Linked DNA regions of Zea mays: region 2 is linked to region 1. Evidence: chromatin contacts called from public Hi-C data. All regions are on one chromosome and are shown on one strand. The core of a region is the stretch at or near the end of the contact, and the rest is flanking DNA. Distances in the headings are between cores, read along the strand shown. Region 1 holds the start of LOC103633078 (30S ribosomal protein S31, mitochondrial-like). Region 2 holds the start of LOC100280783.

Region 1 (5,481 bases), core at 12-2,511:
CTAATTGATTTTCTGTTGTTGAGAGCTCAGTCCCTACCTTCTCGCTTTGTAAGAGGTGCATCATATGCAAATATATGATCAAACTAACTCAAAAACTTCTATTACGATTTTAAACTAAAAATGATGAATATTCAACTTGTTTTAACCCCGTTAAGAAACTCATTATCAACTAAATTCAAACACTTCTAAACGACTCAAAAGACATTTCTAGCTCACTTCAAGAGAGGAATGTATCATGTGCAAACCAAACACTTAGTGCAAAACGTGCAAGCAGTCATAGAATTATTTTAAAACAACCCTCCCACCAAGCATCATGTTTCAAAACGATCCTTCCACCTCTGGTATATTTTCAAATACACACTCTCACCTCCAACAACATGTTGGTTTATATGGTTTGCACCAAGTGCTTAGTTTATAAGCATGATTTTGAAAAACACTTTCACCTTGATGTAAAAATAGAAGAATATATTTTTGGCCATCAAACCATCTCTCGAGTCTGATTTTGGTCATCAAACTCGAAAACAAAACTTTTACCCACCCAACTATTAAAATCAGTTATGTTTGATGGTTTTAATAGTTCAATGACCAAATATTTCTAGGTTTTGAGTTCAATAGTCGCACTCAAACTCAAGCCATAGTTGAATAGTCAAAAATAGAGTAATCTTGATATTCAAATGCATACTATAGTTTTCTAGGAGACGATTCAACACGACAAGGAGGAGGGAACGAGGAACGAGGTCGACTGGTCGAGTATCGACGACGAGGCGTGGCCTGTTTGTTTCAACTTTTTCTGATCAGGTTTTCTGAGAATCTGGCTGCGCGAAGGATCTGATTATCGTGGGGATTACGTGCGGAGGAAAATGAAGTGGTCCAAATGGTTCAGGATCTAGAAAACGATGGATTCCTATTATTGTGACGACTCGACCGATTCTGTGTTCGTGTTGATTTTGAACGGTTTTTACTAAAATAACTTTTTATAGAAGCGAGCTGAAAAGCTGAGGCGTTTGGCAGTCCGCAATAGTTTTTTTTTTGCCAGAATCTGAAAAAAAAACTCAAACAAACGGGTCGTCATGAGTCATAGACACATATGAACATTTTAGCAAGGAGTAAACGTTAGATGTGCATAAACACAAATATTCTCGGGTGTGGCGGTGGGGTGAAACCGTGAAAGTGCCTGCTACTTTCGTTGGGCCTTGCTTAATTTGTTTTGAATGGGCTTTAGTAAATTTGTCTTGGGCCTTGCAAGCTGTAACCCTCTTCCTCACTTTCACTTCTCTCCCTCGTCTCCTCCATGGTCAATCGGGTGATCTGAAGGAGGAGGAGGCGGCGGCACTCCAAACTTTAGCGACATGGCAATGCGGTTGGCGGCTGCGGCCACGTTCGTGCGGCGCCTGGCGCCGGCGCGCCCACCAGTACGCATCCTGGCGGCGGCATCTACGGCGGAAGCGGAGGCAGTGACGTGCGGGCGCGGGGACAAGAAAACCAAGCGCGGGAAGCGGTTCAAGGGCTCCTTCGGCAACGCACGGCCCAAGCGGGAGAAGAAGATTGAGCGCATCAAGGACCGCGTCGAGGTGCCCCGCTCCACACCCTGGCCCCTCCCCTTCAAGCTTATCTGAGTTGGAGACTCCCTCCCCCCTCGGTTCGCGAGGGCACCTAGGGTTTACTGCAACAGTTGCTGCTACTTGGCCGTTTCCAATTAGCTGCAACCCTGCATGGGCGTGTGTTTGCTTTGTTTTAACTTGTTTCTCAATTGTGTGGTGTTAGATATGTACTGTCGAACTGCTGTAGTTCAACTTTGACCCATGCAATATCCTTTTGGATGGAAGTGAAATATGTTTCTTCCCATCATTTTGTTATTGTATGCATAACTGGAAAATGAATTTGTTCTTTATCCATCAGCAGTTAATGATGTTCTCTCTTTGTTGAAGGATATCAGATTTAGATTGGATTCTCTCTTTGTTGTTCTACTGTCTTCACTTAGTTCAGCCACATGCCATGCATAATGAAATGACAAAAACTGAGAAGTATATATTTCTAAGATGACAAAATCCAAATTATAGGTGTTTTGAATTTCAAGGTACATGTGCCTGAACTATAATTTCTTTGTAAATTTATAACTTGCCGAATGAACATCTTATTTGTATATCATGTGTTACAGGGTTACTATCCAAGGAAAACGAAATCCTCTTTCTCCCCAAGTCTTCTCACTTATTTCCCTTCTGCTGTTCTTCAAAGCGTCCCAAATTTTCTTATTTTTTTTGTATTTGCTCGCACTGAATCCCATAACTCATCCAATCGGAGCTGGGATGCAAGGGTTTATAAATATATATACTTTCTTCCACTGAAACATTCATTCTCTGCCCCCCTCAAGTAGCTGGACTCCCTGTTTTCAAGTCGGCGACTAGTCGGCGACTAGTCGTCCAGTCGGTCCTGGGAGCTCGACTTGGGGAGCCGGCTCGACTTCTCTGGCAAGTCGGGCGACTTGTCAACGACTGGAAATTCTCAGTCGACTAGTCGACTTGGTCTGGCAAATCGGCCGACTTGTGCCCCAGTTCAGCCCAAACAGCCCAAAGGCCCATTACACAACATATTTTCTTGATTTGAGAGAAAATGCAATGGATGATCTTGATTTGGGAGATATTTAGGGTATCTACTATTTAGTATCTATCTAGCTGCAGCAGCAGCTTAGCTATCTAATGGAGCTTATTTCCTTTCAAGTTTGAACTATATTTTGTTGCTATCTGTTTTCCAATTTGAACTATATGGCTGTTATGACTTATGAGTTTATGACTTATCACTTATGTGGCTGTTTTGGTTCAGTTTGAGGCTTCAAATGAGGTAAGACTTGCTGTTTATTTCAGTTTCGTTCAATTTCAGGCTTCAAATGAGGTAAAACATGCTCTTTCTTCATATATAAATGCTATATTGTCTATATAAAGCCATTATATAGGCAAAACAGCCATTATATTGGCAAGTTGACAACTAGTCGACTGACTTATCGACTAGTCACCAAGTCGGTACCTTGTCGACTCGACTCGACTTATCGACTTGAAAACCTTGGCTGGACTCTTTCTGAATAATGTTGTAAAACAATCCTGTCTGACAGAGACAAGATCTTTACCAATTCTTTGTAGACTCTATTGTTCAACCTCATTGGCACTAAACTGCAACTCAGTGCTGCTTATGGTTCCCAAACCAATAGCCCAATAACCAGACTGAGTGTATCAATCATTTATTCCTTGTGCCTACATAGTTTTTGCACACAACACTTTATTTCACATGACACTTGGGTGTTCACTTTCAGTGTATTATTTGGTTTTGAACTGCCACAAGGGTATGCTCCTGTTTTGTCTGAAGGCACACATAGGTGACTTCTGAAATGCTACAGGAGCGAAAACAATTTCCAGATTTGCTGTTAAGAGCACAAAACAAGATGAAACTATGTGCTATTTTGGACATGTCTGAGATTTTCACTTCCTAGATGGAGAAAAGGTTTAGTTCAAGCTTCAGTCTCATGCTCGAACTTTGGTTGGCCACCGTCCATTCCCCAATTTGGCACTATTGTATGTGGCCCTTTTCACCATCTTCAAATGCATTGGATCTTCTACTAACAAATGTGGCCTCAACCTTGTCGCACTAACATACATGGAACATCAACCTGTTATGATTGGCTGGCTAGCCTGCAAGGCTGTTACAGCTTCCAATACTCATCATCATCCTTTCTATTCTTCCTTGCCCAAGCTGAGCTTGAACCAATGTAAAGCTGTAGTGTTTGTTTAGCCAATATGTAAATGCTACAGAAATGCCAATTGGAGACTGGGCTATCCAGACACATACTTCGGGAATTGATTTATGCATTTTTGTTACCGGGCGCAACAAGATCTAGTTGGTAAGGATATAATATCCTTTTCTTTCATATTTGTATGGTTTTCTCGAATTGGTGATCGTAGAAGAGCCGAAAAAGCTAATTATAGGTTCTTATCTCCATCGGAACAATAGGGCTGTTATGCCATTACTAAACTTATTCAAGAGATGAAATAGAACCAAGGTATCTTTTTTATGAGAGGTTAAATTGGTAGAACCAACACAAACCTCATGTTTTCTCGCCAGGAGTAGAAACCTCTAGAGCACACGAGCAAATGTCAGCTTAACACACCAATGTCAAAGCGCCCATCTTTTTGAATAGTTTTCGAGGTATTTGGGCAATTAAATGGGACCTTATACTGGGTCTTGTTAAGCCTCAACCTTTATTCTCAGCCTTAGCAGGAGCACAGGACTGCATGTATTTGCTTCTATGTTGTGACTAGCATGTGTAGCAGCGAACATTGTTGAGAGATCAAGCTCAGCCACATATGCGAGGAAAAAAAGTATGTGGCTACGAAGAATTGCATGCACATGACCTGTTCTGTTTGTAAGCCTTTTAGGGCATGATTGGTTGCTTGCGTTACCCAAGCCTGTATTGGGTCTAAGCCATGTTAGCCCAAGTATAAACATATTTTTTAAGGCATCGCCTAGGCGACACTTAAGCGTCCCGTAGGCGGTAAGGTAGTCCGGCAAGGTAAGGCGTCACCCTCGCCTTGCTCCGACACCTAAGGTGGGTGGGGTAGAGGCTGGCTGCCACAGACGTGCACATGGATATGGCGGTGGCGCGTGCAGAGGCGGCGCGACGACTGCTGCAGAGGGCCTGAGGCAGCGCTGCTGCTGCTGCTGCTGCAGAGGGCCAGAGGCAGCACGGCGGCGGCGGCATGGAATAGTGGTGGCTGGGAGAGAGGGAGAAGCTTGAATAGAGGGAGAGGACTGGGAGAGAGAGGGTGGTGACTGACTGGTTGAGAGAGGGTTGCGTGGAGACTGGAGAGGAGAACTACCTAGGGAGTGTTTATCCTAATTTTGACGGGCTAGCTGGGCTGATTTGTGGGCTGGCAACCTTTTTTTTCTCTTTTTTTATTGATATTTTTTTGTCCTAAGCACTTTCTCAACGATCAATATTTTTTCTGTTTTTCAATATAGTTAAGGCATCACCTCGCTTTACACTTTACCGCTTAAAAGGTAAAAAAGGGATTGGTCGCCTTATCGTCAGAAAAAAGGGATCCCTCGCTTTACACCTGGATCTCAACCTTGTCAAGGGCCATGGGGGCTCGCTATCTTTGGTTGCCAGATCTGCGGTGGCTGCTATGTGTTGGGAAGTGTCAAGGTGTCATGGTGGGTGCCAGGAGGGGGTGGTGAAGGGACGGGGTACAGGTGGAGGTTAGCCATGGTAAGGGGCCTGGGACGCGAGGGCACTTCAATCTTGTGGACCCATGGCTTGTGCAAGAGTACATAAGCTAGCACAATCAATTTTGGCATGCTCCATAATGCTGGTTTGGAGCCTGCTTCTGCACCCTCTAAGCCTGCTTAAGGCCCAATTTGAGTAACCAAACGTTACGAGCTTGCACTGTACAAGTCTGGATAGGCCCTAATGAAAGCAACGAAGCACAACCTTAG
Region 2 (5,459 bases), core at 1,939-4,438, 370 kb before region 1:
CAAGTTACTTTTAATATCCCACCGTCTACAAGTATCAATCATGTTTTTTGATGGTTGGTTACAGGGGGTGGATATGCAACTTAAGAACAAAATTTTGTTCGGAGCTTACACCATATGCTGGACGATTTGGCTATGTCGAATTGATGTGATTTTTAACAATGCTCTAGTACTCACACCTATGGAGGTAATCTTCAGAGGAACTTATTGGATGAGGCAATAGGTGCTGCTACTCAAAGGAAGACGTCAGAGCGCAAATTAGATTGGGGTGTCGCCAACTGGAGGTGACAATGATGCAAATTTTCACAAACAATGGCTGGAACTTCAGTAGTCGCATTTGCTTGTAATAAGTTCGTGTGGTTGTTTGTTGGTAGGATGTAAGACATTATTTGTTGGTGGACAGCTACATGCATGTTGTTATGCAGCGGCTATAATAATGAAATTATTCCCAACTTAAAAAAAAAGCTAGTACGCTAGAAGCAACATCTGGAGGAACATCTGCATGCATGATCAAAAAAAGGTTGCAATCCTCGTAGATCTCGCTTATAAAAAATAAAGCTGGTAGGTGGATTGATCGAAGCGCGCACTTTCTCACGGAACTGGCCGGCCTCCGTTTCGCGAGACACCATGCGTGGTGGCACAGCAGCGCAGGGTCTTTGCGTGCGGGAGTCCAAAGCTTAATATCCCGCGACGAGGGAAAAAGAAAGCGACGAGATCGCAGCCAAAAAAAAAAAAGACGCCAGCGTTAACGCTGTCACAGACGGCACAGTCGCCACCGACGGATCACGGGGGCGTTGGTCGGTTTGGTTGCGGCGAACCGCGCACGCCGCACGGCACGAGCGAGGGGAGGGGAGAGGCGCGGCGCAAGCCGCGATTCATGCGTCACGTCACGGCGGAATGAATCCGTGCGGCGGTCGGTGTGCGCGCAGAGGAGCGACGCTGGCGTCGCATGGTCCGTTGCCATTGTGCTTTGCGGCTCGCCGTGTGGTGTGTGCGTGCTGCTGCCTGCTCCCCACACCTCCGGCTTGTTGGCCCGTTTTCGCAAAGAGGTGGGCTTATCGGGCTTCTTCGTCGTCGTGGGCCTCACATCAACAGAGTTACATGTTTCACCGGTCCAGTAAACCAGCGGCCAGCCCATGGCCGCGGGAGTTCACCCGCCAATTTCGTTTTATGAATCCCGTTTTTTTTTTTAAAAAAAAAACAGGCTGGAACCGGTCTATCTCTATTCATAGGATAGAAGGACAAATACACCCAACCATATTTAGTATGACTATTTTATACGCGCCAATAATAGTGTTGGGTAATTTACAACATTTATTTTTTTTTCATATTGAATTTATTTCGGGTCTCGAGAACTAACACGATAATTTATTTTGTTGGGCAATTAGGCAACTACAAGATAAATTTTAGCTTGTTCGGGAGTACCTGACTTATTGAGATCGGCATGATCCTTAACCCTACGTACACTGCCCACTTGCTAGTTCCAGTCCATTATTATATATACGCGCATCAAAGATTCTGACTGCCGCGTCCACTGCTCTCAGCTCTGCCTGTACGCAGGCCTCCAAATGCAGCTACTGTCACGCGATATCCGGACAGCTGAATCGACGAGGTCGCAAACGGAAAGTACATATGCTGACAACCCATACACAGCGGTTGAACGCGACAACACAGAAACAGGACAGTCTTGAGCAGAACCCGAGATCTCGAATCCTGGTGGCAGCAGGGGCAACTTGTGTCAAAATCAAAACCCGGCCGGGAGGTGCAACGACTCGATCTTGATTCATGTACATGTGACATATACTACAACAGAAAAAGAGCAATAATGTGACATGAGCTGGGTGATGGTAGTGGTAGGTGCGCGTGGCCAAAATCAAAATCCCGCAGGGATGAGATGGAACTGAAATGTTTGGATGTTAGGGAAGTCAACTGCATCCCCGCAGCGCAGGCGCAGCTCATGTAGTACGTGAGGAGATCGTACGTTGTTGTTGGAATCGTGTGCTGGAATCGTGTCCAGAATTGCGTCGTCGTCACATTCGCCAGCTTCCCTCTCGCCACTTGAGCTATATATGTGCAGCAGTGCAAGTCTTGTCCGGATGACGCCTCTGCTGCACGTACGTTCAAATCTGAAACCAAACTGGCTGTCAGAGAGGAAGAAAGAACGGAGACACAGCTGAAAGCAACAACGGCATCTATCAATGCATCATGCAGAGTAGAAACAGCGTGTTTCTGGTCACCTGCCTCCGTCATTCTGTTCCCAGTGCGGCGCCGGCATGCATGCCTGTCAGGCGTTGGAGCTCAGCCCTCTCGCCTCGCACGATCGCATCACCCGCATCCGCTTGCACGAGGACACGAACATCCTGCAGACCAGGCACGGGCATTTGCCGTTTGTTAGAAAACCTACCATGCGTCTTTGCTGCTCCAACTAATCGTCCAATGTACAGTGGCAGCGCAGTTCGGCGAGGGCGCTTACTCCCACGGCACGTCGCCGACGAGCATCCAGTCGCCGTCGCCGTCCTCGTACACCACGGCGTGCTCCCACTCGCCGTAGCCGTCCATCAGCCCTGCACCAAACAGAATTACAGAAAGCGCAACGAACTCACCTTCAGTTCTTCCCGTGGCTTATAACACACACACACACTGACACACACCGTCTTGTTGCAGGAGGCCAGGAGGGGCTTACCGATGGAGCAGCAGCAGAACAACTCGTTGAGCGCCTCCACGAGCTCGCCGTAGTCGTCGTACGCCGCCACGTCCACCTTCCTCAGGTACGGCGTCCCGTCCATGCTCACCTTCACGAACGCTTGCATCGTCCTGCCCGCAACCAGCAGCCGGTCAGACAGACACAACAGAACAGAACAGAAACCCACGTGCATGAGCATGACACCCACACCAGTCAACATGCACGCGACCGGCGGTCAGCTACCAATGCAAGGAGAGCTAACGTACATGGCGGACGACGACGGCTGCTGGCCGTTCTTCCTCGCTCGTCTCGCCTTGCGCGCATTGACGCCGGGTGGTCCCAGCGTCAGCTCCGTGAGGTCCACGCCGTCGTCGCCGTAGCCCGCCATGATGCGATCGCGGCCTGTGTGGACGACCGATGGAGGTCGGCTGAAGGACGGAGACAAGCCGAGGACTTTGAGGTGGAGCTCAGCTAATCGTGAATGAAGCGTGAGGGTGGAACTGAAACTGATGGAGCTACAACTCTGTGCTGCCCCCGTGGGTATATATATACCGTTGGTGTGGCGGCGGTTCACAGGAAACAGGATGCCTGAGCACGAGATCCTCTGTGAAGGGAGCACGGAGCAGTCGGCATCGTGCTCGTGCCAGCCAGGAAGATACGGCACGGCGGCGGCAGGCAGCGTGACTGTGGTTGCAGAGGATCCGGTTTCCGGTTGAGTCGTTGGGCCGGGGACAGCCGGACGGCTGCGGAGCCTGGCGGGAGCGCCGGCGGTTGGGCTGCCTGGGTGCGGGCAAGGCACCGCAGCCGGTCGGCTGGAACCCTGGCACGGTGTCGTTCGTGGGGCCGACCGGGTGCTGCCAGGTGGACGCCCTGGTCTCCTGCCTCGCTAGCGTGCCATCGTGGCTGCCTGGGCCGCAATCTAGTGTGCCGTCATTGCTGTGGTCAGCGCTCAATGCTCAGGCGCTGCTTAGTGGGTCATCTTATGGCGATAGTACTCAAATATATATTAGAACTCTTACAGTCTGCACGATTGGCGGCTAGTATTATTGGCAGGTACTAGTATACGTAGATTTTAGTGGAGACTGCAGCGGGAGACTATCAGTAGAACCTCGTTGCTTTGAAAATATAATCTGAATGGCGGCCACGAACAAGAATCCTTCAAAGCGTCTTCGTTCGTTCTTCAAGCACTGTAGCTGTCAATGCCAATCAGTACGTAGAGTTCCACCACACATGGGCTGCTGCTGCTGCCAAAGGAGCGCATGGTAGTTGGGGCATGCATGGGAATGGGATGGGAACTGCCACAGTAGATCCGGATTCTGGCGAGGGGGGTAGGGGACAGCCGCCCCGTCCCACAAGTGGCTACGTGCATGTTCCCTCCCCTCCGTGACACTGATTTTACGCTGAAGACCCGAGTCGCGTAGTATGTGCATGCACGCAGTCACGCAGACCACGCAGGACGCCAGCAGCAGCAGCAGCAACGTGCCCGCACCGCACGAAGCCAACTCGGCTTCCTCCTCCCCTGGCCCTGCCCGCCATGTCTCGCAGCCGCTGGTCCCCGCGGTGCCGGGCCCTGGCTCGACAGCGCCGAGGCCTCGCCGCCGCCGTGTCCGGCAAAGGGCGCACTGCTGCTCGCGGGACACGAGCATCGTGCTCCGCGCGCAGGACCGGCCGGCGGTATAGTTCGATGCACCGGGTTGCCGGCCTACGTGACCGTGCCCTGTCGCAAGCGAAGCGCGCGACTGGGACGATGGATGGGATGGCCGGTACGAGACGAGACGAGCAAGCAGTGAGTCCGCGTGGTTTTCCGCCGTGCCTCCTGTCCTGGCGCGCGCCCGGTGTCGTGCCCCTGCTGGGAGGGCAGCGTGTGCGGGGTGGCGGCTGCTCATTTGTTTGCGCTCGCGCCTCCCCGAGACCGAGACTACACGCGCGGCGGTGTGCGATTGTTCGCGCCTCCCGCTGCCGCCGGCAGAGGATTAACCTCGGAGTTGGTGGCGGTGGCCATGGGTTGGGTTAAACTCCACTTTTGTAGGGCCTTTTGATGCAAACCATGTTTTGACTGCAAACTGTACTCGACAAACCAACGTTTGACCAGCGCGTTCGCGCCCTCAGTGGCATGAAACGTGTCGACTGGCCTAGAGTAGTCGGGCATTACAAATTGCTACTTACTTGATGTCTTCCTACAAAGTATTACTAATAGTACTACTCGATAACTCAGACTGATGCTTAGTTTTATCCGACTAAAAAAATGACTGAAATCTTGCATCATTTTCATAGCAACAAGTCCTCCAAATCACTTTATGTATTGGTATTAATTAAGTATTCGTGTCCTCATATCAATTATTTAAAGCAATATGTAATTCCGTTGAATTAATGTGGGACTAGACCATATTAATATTCAATAATAGTCAATACTAAATGCTCAATTTAATGCTACGGTGTCGGGTACCGTAATTAGAGGTACCCCAACGCTCCTAAACACGGCTGGTAACCACCATCAGCACAAGCTGCAGAGACTGATGTGCGCAATTCAGGTCAAGGCTTCGTCTACTCAAGGGACGTGATCTCGCCTCGCCCGAGCCCAGCCTCGGGCGGGAACAGTAGTCCAGGCGAATTCACGCATCGCCCGAGGGCCTCCTCAAGCAACGGGCGCACCCTCGACTCGCCCGAAGTCCAGCTCGGGTAGGTTTCGTTATGAAGCAACCTTGGCCAAATCGCCTCACCAACCGACCATATCGCAGGCGCATTCAATGCAAGGATCGTCTGATGCCTTATCCTAACA

What was found. A called contact is a pair of places that touch in the nucleus more often than the background predicts.
Region 2: a Hi-C map of ear shows a contact between it and region 1, with 5 times the contacts expected there. The contact joins the promoter of LOC100280783 here to the promoter of LOC103633078 in region 1. A contact is called at or near these places in 10 of 25 Hi-C or Micro-C datasets (bundle sheath, ear, leaf and 3 more).

Annotation. Positions count from the first base shown.
Region 1 is chr7:148,560,392-148,565,872 of Zm-B73-REFERENCE-NAM-5.0, reverse strand. It overlaps LOC103633078 (30S ribosomal protein S31, mitochondrial-like), which reads left to right and starts at 1,261. Exons shown (of 1, transcript NM_001369259.1): 1 at 1,261-1,906. The coding sequence starts at 1,350. The coding sequence ends at 1,616. It overlaps LOC103633079, which reads left to right. Exons shown (of 14, transcript XM_008654759.4): 14 at 1-4. It also overlaps the pseudogene LOC103633077.
Region 2 is chr7:148,933,355-148,938,813 of Zm-B73-REFERENCE-NAM-5.0, reverse strand. It overlaps LOC100280783, which reads right to left and starts at 3,188. Exons shown (of 5, transcript NM_001153705.1): 1 at 2,947-3,188; 2 at 2,681-2,811; 3 at 2,471-2,561; 4 at 2,239-2,357; 5 at 1,736-2,123. The coding sequence starts at 3,068. The coding sequence ends at 2,282.